Regions from separate parts of the Mus musculus genome. Here region 2 is linked to region 1. Evidence: chromatin contacts called from public HiChIP or PLAC-seq data. All regions are on one chromosome and are shown on one strand. Each heading gives the region's core, a stretch centred on a gene start, on an enhancer-like site or on the middle of the called end of the contact. The rest is flanking DNA. Distances are from core to core; before and after follow the strand shown. Region 1 has its middle 34 kb from the start of Gm33502. Region 2 overlaps Xxylt1 (xyloside xylosyltransferase 1).

Evidence for each region. HiChIP or PLAC-seq counts read pairs in DNA pulled down with a chosen protein or histone mark.
Region 2: a contact with region 1 is called in a FOXA1 HiChIP or PLAC-seq map of pancreatic cancer cells. The contact joins two enhancer-like sites. A contact is called at or near these places in 4 of 484 Hi-C or Micro-C datasets (bone marrow-derived macrophages, cerebral cortex, myocytes and 1 more), 6 of 115 datasets of contacts at active chromatin or transcription factors (the NIH/3T3 cell line, VIP interneurons, embryonic fibroblasts and 3 more) and 1 of 9 other capture datasets (embryonic stem cells).

Annotation. Positions count from the first base shown.
Region 1 is chr16:30,755,601-30,762,803 of GRCm38.p6, reverse strand. No RefSeq gene overlaps it. Among named protein-coding and RNA genes, the nearest start is that of Gm33502, 34 kb to the left of the region's middle. Within about 2 kb of position 4,308, at least 11 of the 459 cell types and tissues checked have an H3K27ac peak or open chromatin away from gene starts, as enhancers often do. A contact at or near this core is called in pancreatic cancer cells, where this site is marked.
Region 2 is chr16:30,968,778-30,975,980 of GRCm38.p6, reverse strand. The region is part of intron 3 of Xxylt1 (xyloside xylosyltransferase 1); the gene reads left to right. It overlaps Gm15742 (a long non-coding RNA gene), which reads left to right. Exons shown (of 2, transcript XR_384807.2): 1 at 1-2,574; 2 at 6,042-7,203. Among named protein-coding and RNA genes, the nearest start is that of Gm15742, 4.1 kb to the left of the region's middle. Within about 2 kb of position 3,855, at least 129 of the 459 cell types and tissues checked have an H3K27ac peak or open chromatin away from gene starts, as enhancers often do. A contact at or near this core is called in pancreatic cancer cells, where this site is marked.

The DNA.
Region 1 (7,203 bases), core at 3,059-5,558:
CTGAGGGATATTTGTCTCACGGCAATGCCCACATATTTTTCTCCACCCACAATATCTGCAAACATCACTCAGCATCTTAGGAGTTGAAACCAGGTCCCGTGTCCCCGAAAACCCAAAACTGTGAGGATTGACTAAATGTATTCATTCATTCATTCATTCATTCATCCTAAATAAATATTTTTCTGGACACTAATTAAATGCTGACACTTGGGCACACAGTCATTAAATCACTGAGAAATGAAAGAGGGACAGACAGGAAAAGGAGAAAACAGAGAGAGGAAGAAGCAAATAGGGCAGTGGGGCTCAGGGGAGGGGCTGGGTGGGGGAGGGGAGAGGGTAGGCAGGGGAAGCCACAGAAGGAGGCCAAGGCTGGGCTCCAGTTTTTGCAGAAATTTCCAGAGCCCCTAGGTAATGTGGGGTATGTAATTTTCATAAATTTAGTCAAGTATCCAAGCCATTCCCTTCCCTGGTGTGGCCTTTTGCATGGTTTAAATGAGTTCTGCCTAGAAGAAATGATGTTTTCCAGGAGGGACAAGTAGCTTTGCAAGATTAATGCACGAACCTTGTTCAGCACTTTACTGGATGCCAAGATACCAGCACAGCGAACATGGACTGATTGATTGGTTGGGGGTAGCAGAAAGAAATCTGAATTCAATTTTTTAAAATCCTGGGTTCTAGGCCTTGTTCTGCCGTAACTTATGGGGTGACTCTGCATCTGTCACTTCCTCCTCTGGGGCCTTGAAGCTGGTCATTATTCCAGGCTGAGGGAACAGAAAGAAATCACATTCTTATGATAGTTCAGTTTATCAGATACTTTCATGGAATTCCCCACTCTTAACACCCACAGCGATCTTTCCCATTTTGCAGATTAAATATTGAGACTCAGAGAGAGTATGACTAATCAGGGTCAGCCTGTTCCTACAGGGTTGGAGCTCAGGGGAAAAAAAAGGTGGCTCCAAAAATAAGAGAAAAATTCAGTGGTTTGCTTTTTCCCCCATAGTACTTGCCACTCTGTTTTTAGGAGCTATTTCTGTGGTACACAGATTCCCCTGATCAGGGACCTCACATGACTTAATTGGGAGGCAGGGAAGCTTGGGGTGGTCCCAGTGCCTGAGATTCTCATACTAATATGGACAATCCAGCCTTCGTGGGAATGGCGAGCAGAAGGAAGCCATCTAGAGGGAACAAGTTCTAACTCATGGAAGGAATAAAGTGGGACATCACCGGCTTTTAATGTGATCTTGGGTCACTGCAATAATTAAGTTTGGCAGAAGGGTGTGAAGCTGTAAACGCAGAGCCACTGAACGGCATGGGGGTGTGTTGTGTCTCTGAGGGTTTACTGAGGCTGGGAGGCTGCCTGCAGCACTGTGGAGATCAGCAGCTGCTGTGTGAGGCCCTGCCAGAGCTCCCCAAATGTGCTTGTCCAGTCTGTTTGTCTTTCTTTGCCAGATAGGTGCTGACTGGTGTCAGGAGAAGGGCCACCCACGTAGCCCTCCCCGATGTCTTGAGTATGCTAATAGTTCTGCAAGTTCATGCTCACGATGGCTTCACCAAGGTGGAGGGGGTATAGATGTAGGTACTGTTCCTCCCTCCAGTTATATGGTGATGGATTCTGGGAGAGGATCCAGAGGGAGGGATGCTCTCAATGAGTATGAACAGGGCAACTGGTCCACATGGAGAATGGGTGTGCACCTCTTAGTCCTGCGAGGCCACCAGAGAGCTGGGACACTCCTAAAGCTGTCAAACATGGCAGTTAACAGCACCAAGAGAGCTTCTCTGAGTTTGAGGTCTGGTCCTTTGAACTCAACATTATGTTTTGTTTTGTTTTGTTTTGTTTTGTTTTTTTGTTTTGTTTTGTTTTGCTTTGCTTTGTTTTATTAGTTACCTTTCTTGTCACTGTGCCCTAATATCTGGTAGAAGCTGTTGTGTTGGAATCGAGGCTTGAGTCCGGACAGACTATTCCAGGCCAATGTGGTTCCATGTGGCAGAGGTTTATTGTGTGTGTGTGTGTGTGTGTGTGTTGGGGGTGGGGTGGGGGTGGTAGGGGTGAAGAGCAAGTAGCCCATGGGTGATGTCACTGGGTTCAGAGGGAGTCTCTTAAGCTGGTTCTTGATACCAACCAACAGAAGCAGCTTAACTCTGGCTCACAGTTCAAAGGATGCATCAGTCTATCACAGTAGAGAAGATACAGGGTAGATTTTAACATAGCGGCTTCTGAACATGACGGCCATCAGGAAGCAGTGAGCTAGAACCAGGAGGCTGGGCTACAACCCTGAAGACCTCACCTCATTGGCCCACATCCTCTTCAAGGTTCCACAACCTTACACATCAATACCACCACCTGAAGAACAAATGTTCAAACCCTTGGGCCTGTAGGGAACATACTGAACCGGAGACATTACAATTACAAAGGCTAAGGCTATAGAGAGTTTTTAATTTTGTGTTTTTGAGACAGGATCTCTCTACATGCCACTGTCCTGGAACTCAGTATGTAGAGCAGGCTGACCTCAATCTCACAGGAATCTACCTGCTTCTGCTTCCCCAGTGCTGACATTAAAGGCTTGTGCCACCAGGCTCGGCCCAAGATAATTGACTTCCAGACCTTTGCAGTTTTGTGAAACATCACACAGAACAATCCATGCTAGTGCTCAAGGGAAACGAGGAATCTACAAAGTTTATGGGTCCCAGGCAGTCTCAGAAGGAGCTGTCTGATATTAGGCTCAGAGGCCCCTGTTGCTCCAGGGTTTCGAGCTTTAAATGTATTCCAAGCTGAATAGCTCCAGGTCAGATTCCTCAAGAACAACATTAGGTGCTCTCTTGGAGGCCTCTGTTTGAACAAGCTCCCCGTTGTCACACACACACCCTTTTACATCTGCAGCCAGAGACAATGAGACCAACGCTTGCTGAGCAGGCCCTAGTACCAGTCTCCACGTGACCTGCTAAGTTCACAATGACCCCGTCTCATCAGCAATATGAAGTGTCTGCTGTTATCCACAGTTTACAGGTGGTCCACTCAAGAAGGTGGCAGAAAGCAATGGAGTCAGACGCTAACCCTGCTTGCTCAGCCAGCCTTCTGAGCCAGGTGTCCCAGACACTAGCTGCTCGGCTCTCACAGTCTCACAGGACTGGTTCTCCCTTGGCTCCAGGCAGAACAATCCCATTAGTGCCGTCTGAGGTGTGTGGCATTGCTGACACAGAATCTGGGCGAGTGAAACGAAACACTCAGCGTGTCCTAAACTTTGGGTTAGGCCCTTGTGACAGGTTTGATGACCACCTTCAGGAAGAGAAGGCCTAGGATCAAACCCTGCTAGAGAGCTACACAGTTTGGGGGCAATTTCACCTTTCTGAATGTTAGTCATATCTATAGAATGACTTTACTAATAGGACGAATTCTTCATAGTCATTGTGAGGACTGCGTGATGTAAGGAAAGCAGTAATTTCAGCATTACCACCCATCCTTCATAAAACTATGCTAAACACCCTGACACATCTTCTAACAGTAAAGCCTACAACTGTCTAAAACATACCGCATTCCCTCCTGACATTGTTTTCAGAGCATACCCACCTCTTCTTTTGAAAATAGGGCTGCATGTTCCACTTCCCAACACCAACCCCGTCGCTCCAAAACCCATAGCCTTGTTTTGGTGAGGTTGTTAGTCCTTCAGCAACCTTGAGCTACACCCTCTCCCAATTCACGAGACGTAGTAAGAGTGGAGGGAGAAATCTCCCATCTGTTCATTCATCCTGTGTTATTTAGAAAGCACTGTGTGTTTTACTGGCCGCTCAGCTCTCAGCGGCCATGGAGGGTCCAGCTGTGAGATTATGAAAGGTACAACATTGGTAAGAAAGAGTGCACAGACCCAGGGAAAGCCAGAAATGAGGCAAAGACATGAAAAATAGAGTCTCCAAGGAAGCGGGGCATCCGAAGGAAAGAGACGAGTCTTCTGGTTTAGCACTGTTACAGCTTGGCTGTTGACGATCTCCCAATGGCCCATGGGCCCATGTCTCCCACAGAGCGTATTTGTGAGCTTCTCTGTTCTTTTCCCACTTTGCTCCAACTTTTGATGTCACTGCCATGCTTGCCCCCAACTGTTATCTTGCATGGACCCAAAGCAATGGGGGCTGAGCACACAGAACTAGAACACTCAAAACTGGGAGCCGAGCAAACCATTTCTTTTATATAATGTTTTGGATCATTTTGTTATAGCGACAGGAAGCTGACTAACGTGGGCATGGAGAGGAATAGCAAACTGGACAACTGATTCAATCTTTCTGGAATCTAGAAAACTTCGTTAACCTTTGGACTAGTAGTCTTTAAAGAATGGGTGTGGTTTGGTGGCTCCAGGAAGAGAAAGGGAAAACCCACAGGACACAGTAAATATCTGTCCATCTGGTTGTAGCTTATTTGGTAGGCTGACAGGAAAATAATTCAGATGCTGCCAGAGTAGAAAAGACCTGGACATCAGGTGCTGTGGCACTTCATGGGATTCCAACACACGAGAGGAGAGAACCCGGCCCAGATGTGTCCTGTTAATTAGAGGAAGAAGAGACCAGAGGGAGGGGTGCTAGGGCAAAGGTCACTGATCAGCTGAGAGAGAAAAGGTTCAAAACTGGGTTCCCTACAAGAAATGGCTCAGTGAACCGCTTACAGACTGAGCTTCTGTGTTCCCAGCCAAGGTCTGCCGGCAGGTCCTCGCTCTATTTCTCAAGTCCAGTCTCAGAGCTGGGAAGGAAAGAGGCTAACAGGAGAACGAGATGGCCTCCTCTGTCTCCATCCAACATGATTGTGTTTGGCTTCCCACTGTGGGAGACAGGTGAGGATCACTACACAGTGGCCAGTAGTTGCCCTTCCCCCCCTCCCCCACTGCAACAAGCTACCCTGCCCCTCACCAGCTCCAGCCACATTCCCAGCATCAGGTGGGTTTCCTTTTGTAAAGCCTCACAGAGGCACTGGCTAATCAAATCAGTTATGTTTGCTTTGACTTCATAAATCTTCCCAGAGCAAATGATGCCAAAACAAAGAAACGGATCAATGGGGTAAAATAATGAAGTCCAACAACACAGAAGAATGTTCTTTGATTATGAAGGTGACTCTTGAAATCAGCCAAGAGGGGATGAATTCAGCCAGCAGGTCTGGAGGCAGATGGCTGCTTAGAAAAAAATAACGTCCCATTTGTCCCTCACGTTCTAGACCAACACTGATGCCAGGAGGTTCCAGGGTAGGATGCAAAAGCAGACATTGTTAGTGTGATGTGCAGCTAGGAAGCCTCACCTCTCTTCCCGTGACACCAAGGCGGTTAACAAAGAGACGGATAAATTTGTACAAACACTAAGAGCTCTGTATTCCCAAATTCTACAACCATTTCCCTTCCTTGGGTGTTCCTGGAAGGGAAGAGAAGCCACCTCTAATCATCTCAACAACGGGATGAAGCCATGAGAGAAGCAAACGAAGGGAACTCATTAGGGGCATGTTATGATGTCAGCTGTGCCACAGGCTACAATGAGAAGCTGTGAGGGAAGAGACCCCAAGAACCATTGCCAAGAGAGCCATGCTCACCCCCCACCCCCACTCCTCAGCAAGGGCTTCCATGTCTGGGGAGGAGTCTAGAGACTCCTGCTAGTTTCCCCACTCCTTGGTCCAGTAGTAGAATGTACTAGCTACTTAGGGGAAGGAAACAAAGATCTGTCAGGTTGCTTGCTTAAAGCTTAGAGCTGATGCTCTATCTGGCCAGAAGGAAGGGATCTCCCCCTCCTTTTAGACAGGGTACATAGCCTGAAGTGGTGCCCTCAGGCCCCTGCTAGGAATGGCAGGAGTTGTCTTTCCTATTTGGTCTTCCCTGCCTGTATCACCACCAAGGAGGTACTCAGCTCCGCATTGCCTTCCACAGTCAGTGGCTGCGTGCCAGGCCTTAGCGCCCACAAGAAACATGATTCGATCTGCTCCAAGGAACAATAGGTCCACCAACCTCACAGAACAGCTTGAAAAGGGGCTGGAAAGCTCCAGCAATGAGCCTTGTAGCTCCTTGGTGCCAAAGGAGCCCTGTCTTACTAGTTGTCCCTCAGGAGGCCAGAGAGGTGCCCCAGCAGTCCCTGCACGTGGCAAACTCTGTTTGTAGTTCCTTCTTTATACCCAGGCTACCATCCCTAAGTGTAGGGTTCCTGAATGCTGCAGTGATCTTGATAACAAATTTACTCATAGCCATGGTTCCCAGAATCAAGCAGAGATGTTTAAAAGACAGATAGCTGGGGCTAACATGGCTTCCGGGAAGAGATCACATACCTGGGATCCTTTGAAAAGTGACCTGCAGAGTCTATGGGCAGACAGAAGAGCTGAGGCTCAAAGCAAAATGAAGCCAGGACCACAGAATCTGGCAGTAATGGGTCCCTGTATGGAACGAGAACTGACTCCAGCTTTTCAAACCAAAATGGAAGAGTGCAAAATGGTATAGCCAAAACCTTGGCCAGCTGCTTCACCATCACCACTAAGAACCAAACACCACAGCTTGAAACTGAGTTTGAACCAGAATTTACTGTCTCTGAGCATTAATCGCCTCTTCTTTAATGACAGTCCAAAGTAGCCAAAGGTTGAACTTACCAACCGAAGTTGACCAAGAGTGTCTCCAGACATTACCAAGTATGCCCAGAGGAACAGAATCATCCCAGGGTCTACTGTTGCCCTACCACTATCCCTGATTTTTTCCCTTCCACAGTCACCAAATTTCCTTGAGGTGGATTCTATCCCCCACTGGCCACATGAGCAAAAGCCTAGACCATTCCTGTAGAGAAGCTGGGTCTCTGCCTGGAACACAAAGAGGGCCATCTTACATAACCTAACACCCTTTTCTCTTTGCCCTGTACAACCTCACCCACTGTGCAAAGTCCCTTTCACTTTCCCAAAGGAAATTCCTTTTCTCTCCGCATAGAATAGATTGCCCATCAGCTCCCTTTCAGAGGATCGGTGCCCTAGTCTAATGCCATGTGTGCTACACACACACACACACACACAGAGAGAGAGAGAGAGAGAGAGAGAGAGTACACACAGACACATACATAGATTACATAGGTACCAACACATACACACACATGGATGAACATGCACAAACATACAGAAACATACACTCCCACCTACCCTACCCACACACATGTACACAGATGCCAACACATCCATAGACACATACACACATAGGTGCATACAGAGACACA
Region 2 (7,203 bases), core at 2,606-5,105, 210 kb before region 1:
CCCTGTAAAGGCATCCAGGGAGGGTTAGGGAGTGTGTGCAGTGCTGGTCTATGGATCCGACTGAATAGGTAGAGGAAAAAAGATGTGAATGGGTCAGGTGTCAGGATCATCGCTCTCTGCTCTCTGCCCCTCTGGTGTGTGAGAGCTCCATGCTCCTGCTGCCACAGCTCATGCTGGGCTCAGTCCTTCCTCCTCATTGCGGGCTCTACTTCAGACTGTGACCAAATAGCCTTCCTTAAGTACTTTCTTGTCAGTTACTTGCCGTAGCATTGAGAAAGGGGACTAGTTGGCATACTATAGTTATATATGTACTAACGTATGAAAGTAAATACCAGTGGGAGGTAAATTTGCAGGGATATTAGTCTTGGTTCACTTGATCAGTGAGTATTTAGAACATATGATCACATGGCTGAGTAGGACCCTTAGGTACATGCACGTTAGGCCTGTCCAGCCACCAGAATCGAGGTAGTCTGGGGTCAGCTCCTGTCTTCTTGGGGAGCCTGGACAGGTTCATTCCGTGCTGTACAAAGACGCCATTTGTACTGCTTGCGTGAGAGAATGTTACTGTTTCTTCCACTTTTTTGTTTCAGTTGCCCAAGTCCTGAGCCACAGTCCTCTCTGGCTGGCTGTGTGATAGATTTTAAAGGTCACACAAAATGTGGCCTCTTCCTCTTCCCCTTGAGTCAAGGGAGAAGCACAAGAATAATCAATAATTCTAAAAGGCAAAAAGCATCGTTGTTGCTGTTTTAAATTTAGTTCTTGTCTTAGCTTACTTAGGTCTCTCCTGGATTCTGAGCTTGTAGGAGTCGGCCTATGCAACTCGGAAGGATCCAGAAACTATCAATACTGGCTCCTGGGTGTGACAATGTTTCTGCACTTCCCTTTACTCCCAAATAAAACCACTTAGTGTGGCGGCTAGGCCCAGCCTGGTATCCCAGTCTGATATCCTTCCCACGTAGGGCTTGTGCCCCCCTCTTCTCCCTAGCTCCCACAGCATTGCCCCATGCCTGCCTCCCATCAGGCAGCCTGTCCAGTGGGATCATTTCAGTCTACAGATGCTTAAAATCCAGACAGTTGGAAAGTCTTCCGCCTCAGTCACATTGTTATCAAAAAGAAGAGAGAAACGTGGGTAAGGCGTGGAGAAAAGAAAATCCTTGTCCATTGCTGTTGGGGCTGTAGACTTACAGAGTCAATATGGAAAGCAGAAGTGCTCCCGCGTGTGCGTGCGCAAAGGAAGGCAGTCTGTGCTGTAAGGAAACCTGCAGTGCAGTCCGCGTTCACTGCAGCAGTGACAACTGTGGCCAGATACAGAGTGTCCACGGGTGGATGTGTGGATACAGAAAATGTGATAAACGTACACTGGAAGATCCTTCACCCTGTAATAAGGAGGATATTCTGCCATGGCCACAACGTGTGTGAGCTGAGGGCCTTCTACTAAGTGGTATAACCCAGGCACAGGAGGAAGACAGCTTGATCTCGCTTGTACACGGGATCTCAAAGGCAAAAGCTAGGTGTTTACTACACAGAGATGATTCTGGAGGCAAGGTGATAGCTACGGCCATAGAGGTCAGGGTAGGAAGAAAATGTAGGGCTGGGGAAGTCTCAGATCTGATGGACACCAAGGGGGTTGAAGGCAATAGCGCTGTTAGATTAAGGGTTTTTGCTATAAAGAGTATAGATTAGATATTCTACATGCATATGCGTTCACACGCATGTGCGCACATAATAAAAATGAACACATAAAATTAATTTGTTTATCTTTGTTAACCATTTATGTATATATAAATCATCACACTGTAAACATTAAACACATACAATTTAAAAATCAATTCTTTGCTAACTGTTGAAAAAATAAGGCATGCAGGACATACTTTCTGATGTGTTCCAATTTCATATATTTATCTTAGTACAGGGCCAGCTGTTCTCATTTCTGTTCAGGAAACATGATAATCAGAGATTCATTTCTAACCACCATACTTTACTCAGATTACACTAAATCTATAGTATACAAAGTGTCTCTGGGACTAATTAATGTTTTTAAATGTTTACCTAAAGCACATAGAAATTGTATACATTTCTCAAAAAGAGAAAAGAAAAATGACCCAAGGGCCAGGCAGGCTTTGCAGCAGGGGATGTTTTGCTCGGTTCCCTGAGGTGCTCATCAGTCTGTGTTTTCCCATGTGATCTAGGAGGTTAATGAAGGCACTGTGGGGCCCATTGTTATTTCTGCACTGTGAATTGATTAGCCAGAGGATGTACAGTGTGGCAGTGTGTGGCCAGGCCTGTGTGTCTCTGGCAGTGGCCCAACAGACTTTGAAGATAGCATGCTGCTTCCTAGTCACGACCTCTCGGCCATGTGCTGTGTTGTGGGTGCTCCTGGTGCTGTGCCAGCTCCTTACCGATGCTGGCAGGAGTCCTGGCTGTGTGGACACAGTAGAGACCTTTCTCGGAAAGTCAAGTTCAGCCCTTGCTGTTTGCTGGTGAAAGTGCATCTGTCTGGACTACTTCACTTCAGTAAGCGTGGGCTGGGCCCCTGCCTTGTGCCAGGCACGGGGCCAGGCAGTGGGGATTCAGGTATGTAAAGACACCATTTCTATCCCCAACGGTATGACAACTCAGTGGGTCAGAGTGGCTTATGGGGCCCTTGCAGACTTCACTAAGGAATTGGCCTCTGGGCTGTGGTTTGATTAGAAGGTAGCTGTGTGGATGGTGAGGAAAGAGGGCACAGCAGCTAAGGCCCTGGTGAGAATGGCATATGCAGAATCAGCAGGAATGTCAGTGTGGATGGAGCAGAGGAACCTGGGGTGGACAGGGCATGGCCAGATGGCCCGGCTTCTCATGGCCTGGGATCGGGTCTTCAGAAAGTGGGGAGCGTGGCGTCACTGCTGTCAGGACAGATGAACAGCAGACACCTGCCTCTTGGCTAGATCACACTGTCTAACAGTGTGCTACAACTACGTCCATTCCCATAGGTCACACCGCTGGAGACAAGACCCGGTGCTGGGTGTGTAGACAGGAGGTCCAGGGTAAATATCATCCTTGTGGCCATCAGAAGGCCACCGATGAGGGCGGGACAGTGTGCCCATTCACTGCCAGAGCAGTGACTTGGTGGGAACAACAGCGGAGGTCAGGAGAGTCTTTCACAGGTACCATCTAAGGCCCTCCTAAAATTTCCATCCCTGTGCCTTACACTCTTGTTTTCCTCTATTTTTTATGCCCAGCAAGAAATAAATCTCAAATATTTACCAGAGGTACACTTAAAAGCAGCTTTTTCTAAAAGCAGCGTTTACACTGAGGAAGATTTCAAGTGCAGCTGTGGCACTGGGTTGTGCATCATCTGGCTGTGGCTTGGCTTAGTGGCCTGGGAAAGAGGATGGCGATTGACTCTTGCCAGCAGTGTGTCTCACCAAGGCAGAACCACCGCACCTGGGCTGACAGTGTGGACCCCAGTTGGACGGCTTTGTGGTGGCAGTCTCTGTGATGACACACCTTGTGTCTCTGGGACGAGCTGCCTGAGTGATGATGGGCACAGGGAGCATGCCCAGGTGTGAGCCCACGCACCTGCCGCAGAGAGCATGCGCAGATATGAGTCCACGCACCTGCCACAGAGAGCATGCGCAGATATGAGCCCACGCACCTGCCGCAGGCCCGCATTGTGCATGGGGAGTTGTGCAGGATGATTGGTTCCTCTTCGGTTTGTTATTTCCGTCTCCTGAGAAGGGTGAAAAGAGGAAAAAAAACCAACTATTTTCACAGAAAGTGTGTTTGAGAACTTGTCTCTACCCCACATGCTCTTGCCTGCCTCAGAACATTCCATGCTAATTACACAAGCTGCTGCTGCCGCCACAGCTTCCTGTTGGTGTCCACGGCTCTGGAAACCACGGAAACTGGTGACATCTATGCCTGCAGCAGGCTGCAGTACACATGAAGGGGGCTGACTTTGGGTGAGGGCAGTGTGCCCGCTGCACGCCAGGCTCAGGCCTGCTGGAGGAACACAGCTCACAGTGGCTTGTAGAGGAACCGTGTGGCACTAGGACATAGGAAGAGAGACAGCTGCTCCATCCACTGATTCTGTGCTGGAAACAGACCACGGACTGAGAGATCTCAGCCACGGACAGTGGCAGGAGGGTCTCTAGAGAGCTGGTCCCGTGTCTGTATCTAACGACTTGGTTTCCTCTTTGAGACAGGGTCTGACTACTTATCCTTGTTCTCCTGTAACTCTAGACCAGGCTGGCCTCAAACTCACAGAGATCCACCTGCCTCTACCACCCTAGTGGTGAGATTAAAGTCACACCTGCCTTCTTCTGCCACAGTTTTAAATTGCTAAAATATATGCAACATAAAAGTTGCCGTTTGGAACATCTTTAAGTCCATAACATTAATTCTGCCCAAATGTCCCACCATCACCATCCTATTTCCAAAACAGTTGTATTACCCAAGCAGAAATGTCATCCTCTGAACGGTTGCCCTGCATCTTTCCTCCTCAGCCCATGGCAAGCTCTCATCTACTTATGTCTTATACATCTGCCTGGTTTAGATGGTCCATGTCTCCTCTGTCACTCTGTGGCCATTAGAAGCCCCGGACACATACTGTTCCCAGCTCCCATCAGGGCTCAGAGTAGGGCTGTGGCCTGGCCTGAGAGGCAGTGAAGCAGAAAGGAGAGGTCTCACCGTTACTAGCTGGGCATTTTGACGGTCATCCTTACATCCTGAAAGCCTTAGTTTCCTCATCTAGAAAATGGGTTTAATAATGTGTACCTCCCAAGCATGCATAGACAGCTCAAGTATGTAAATGTGTAGAGGAGTGCTTAGGGACAGGTTTTGTCATAATTATCTGTATTATCGTAACCTGTACCTCCAAGTCCCATAATGACTAAAAGAAATCACTTATAAATTGTTCATGAAGTAGCTGGCAGGTAATAATTATTGAAGTAAATGCCAGCTACCCATATACATACATGCCATGTGCATTACAGAAAAACCAACACAGTGGTTAAGAGCATTGGCTGTTCTTACAGAGAGCACAGTTTTAATTCCCAGCGCCCACATGGTGTCCTACAGCCATCTTGAACTCCACTTCCAGGGGATCCAGTCCCCCTTTCCGGCTTCCACTGGCACCAGGCAAAGCAGCCTGCACATAGGTAACAATAACTTTGTAAAGCAACAGCCAGCAAGGGGCTTAGACAGGCTGTCCCCAACTGAGAGTCAACGCTCGTCCAGCAGCAGATTGCCCCACCCCAAGTAGGGCCCACTGTTTCCTATTTTCTTTCCAAGCAGCAGAGAAATGAGGAGTCCCAGGCAGTGGAGACTAGCTGACTGTAGAAGCTCATCTTAGAGCCAAGGCAAAGTCAAAACCAGAAGCTTCGAACGTGAGGAAGGTGTCGGGGTTCACTGCCCAGCCTCAGCGCTTTCACCCTTTTGAAGTTGGGAGACGGCTCCTTTTGGGATCAGTCTTTCGAACCTCCAGCAAACTATGGCCCCATCCCATCAGAGTTGAGAGAAGTGAGTGGCTTCCTGTTGTGTGGGGCCCTACGGTTTCCATCAGAGTCCCATTTTAAACACACAGAAGGAAAAGTATCCTGATTGGAAACCTGACCACACTTGTCCCCTTGTCCTAATTTCAGTGGCCAGCTAAACAAAGCAGCGCTTCTGGGAAAGAGCTGTGAGAAGGGTTACCAAGATGAAGCTGGAGGGATGGCCTCCCCAGGGCAAAGACACACTGACTCGGACTGCAGGGAACGTGTGTGTGTCTGTCACTGTGAGTGTGCTGGCTTGTGCTGGTCATGTGTGCGCACATAGCCCCTAGAAGGGACTCTGCTAGATGTCACCCGGCTACATCCTTCAACACGCACGGCCTTCTCTAAAGCTCCAGGAAAGAAGGTTGTCCAAGTTTCTCTTCCTACCAAAGCTGAGTGAGTGGCTTCTGGAAGCACCTGGCTTGGTTCTGTTGGGCTGCCGGCAGAACCAGATTCACTGGGCACCGGTGTCCCTGCCGTGAAGGCTGCCATGCACACCTGAGTGCCTTAGCCTTCTTTCTGCAGGTCTCTTCTCCACAAGAGTTGGCAGTGGCCCTGGTGCATGCTTCAGGGAGCTGGTAACAAGAACACTTGAGGATGTACCCAGCAGAGTGACCCGTCCCTGCAAGCACTTTGGGTGCCTCACCCAGCACTGGCCAGTGAAGGAAGCAAGCAAGCCGTCCTCCACCACCAGCCAAGTTACCTGATGCTTCATCTCCTGCCCCAGTCTTGTCATACCTTACCCTTCCTCCTATACTGGGGAGCCATCTGAAGCTAAAGGAAGAGAGATTGCACCTAAAAGGTGCCCGGGTGTCAGATACTGCATCCCGCACACGGCCCTCACAGCCTATCCTCTGGGATAGAATGTTGAGTTCTGGAGGAGCTGGGGCAGGACACACTGACTGGTTCAGAGTCCTCTGTCTGCTCCTCCACTATGCAAACGCTCGGCCACGTGACGCTGTGTCAACACCGCTGAGCTCGGCTCCATTTAGCCGATTCCCCAGACACTCATTTCACAGGCACAGGGAAACCAGAGGTGCTCTTATGTAAGAGGACCTGAGCGGGGAGGGAGGCAGGGAGCTTTGTGAGTACACATTGCTGTGACAGAGGGCTTCAGGGAGCTCTCGGGAAGAGTCGGGGAAGGAGGAACACTTCACAGTCAGGGGTTCTGAGGGGCCCCCACCATGCATGCTTGGTTCCTTCCTGGGTGGAACAGGTCAGGCTTAGGAAGGACCTGGAGATGGGAAGATCTGGCTCTGCAGGGACCTTAAGACCCCAGATCCAGCCCAGGGTCCCAAAACGGAGAGGCTCACAGCCAGCAGGGAGTGCTCTCAGTGAGAGCTTTGTCCTTCTGTAGAGGATGGTAAATTTGAAAATTTCCAGGATCCCATAGGTGCCCACCTGTGTGTAAGATGGGGCTGAGTCTGCCTTCTTCCTGTGTTCCCTTGTCTGAGCAGGCGAGGCCTGGAGGCCTGGCACAGCCAATCAGAGTCCTGCTCGTGAGGCAGGCATCTCTTGGTCTTGGGCAAGGGTCAGGGAATCTCTGGGAGGTTAGTGAGAGATCAGGGAGGAGAAACCAGTAGAGGATGCTGGCTAGCTCAGGGCATGTGGATTTCAGCAGTGCAGCCAGTCAGGGTCTGCTGGTGGCGTGTGGAGCCTGGCCTGGCCGTGCTAGGCATGTTGCCTT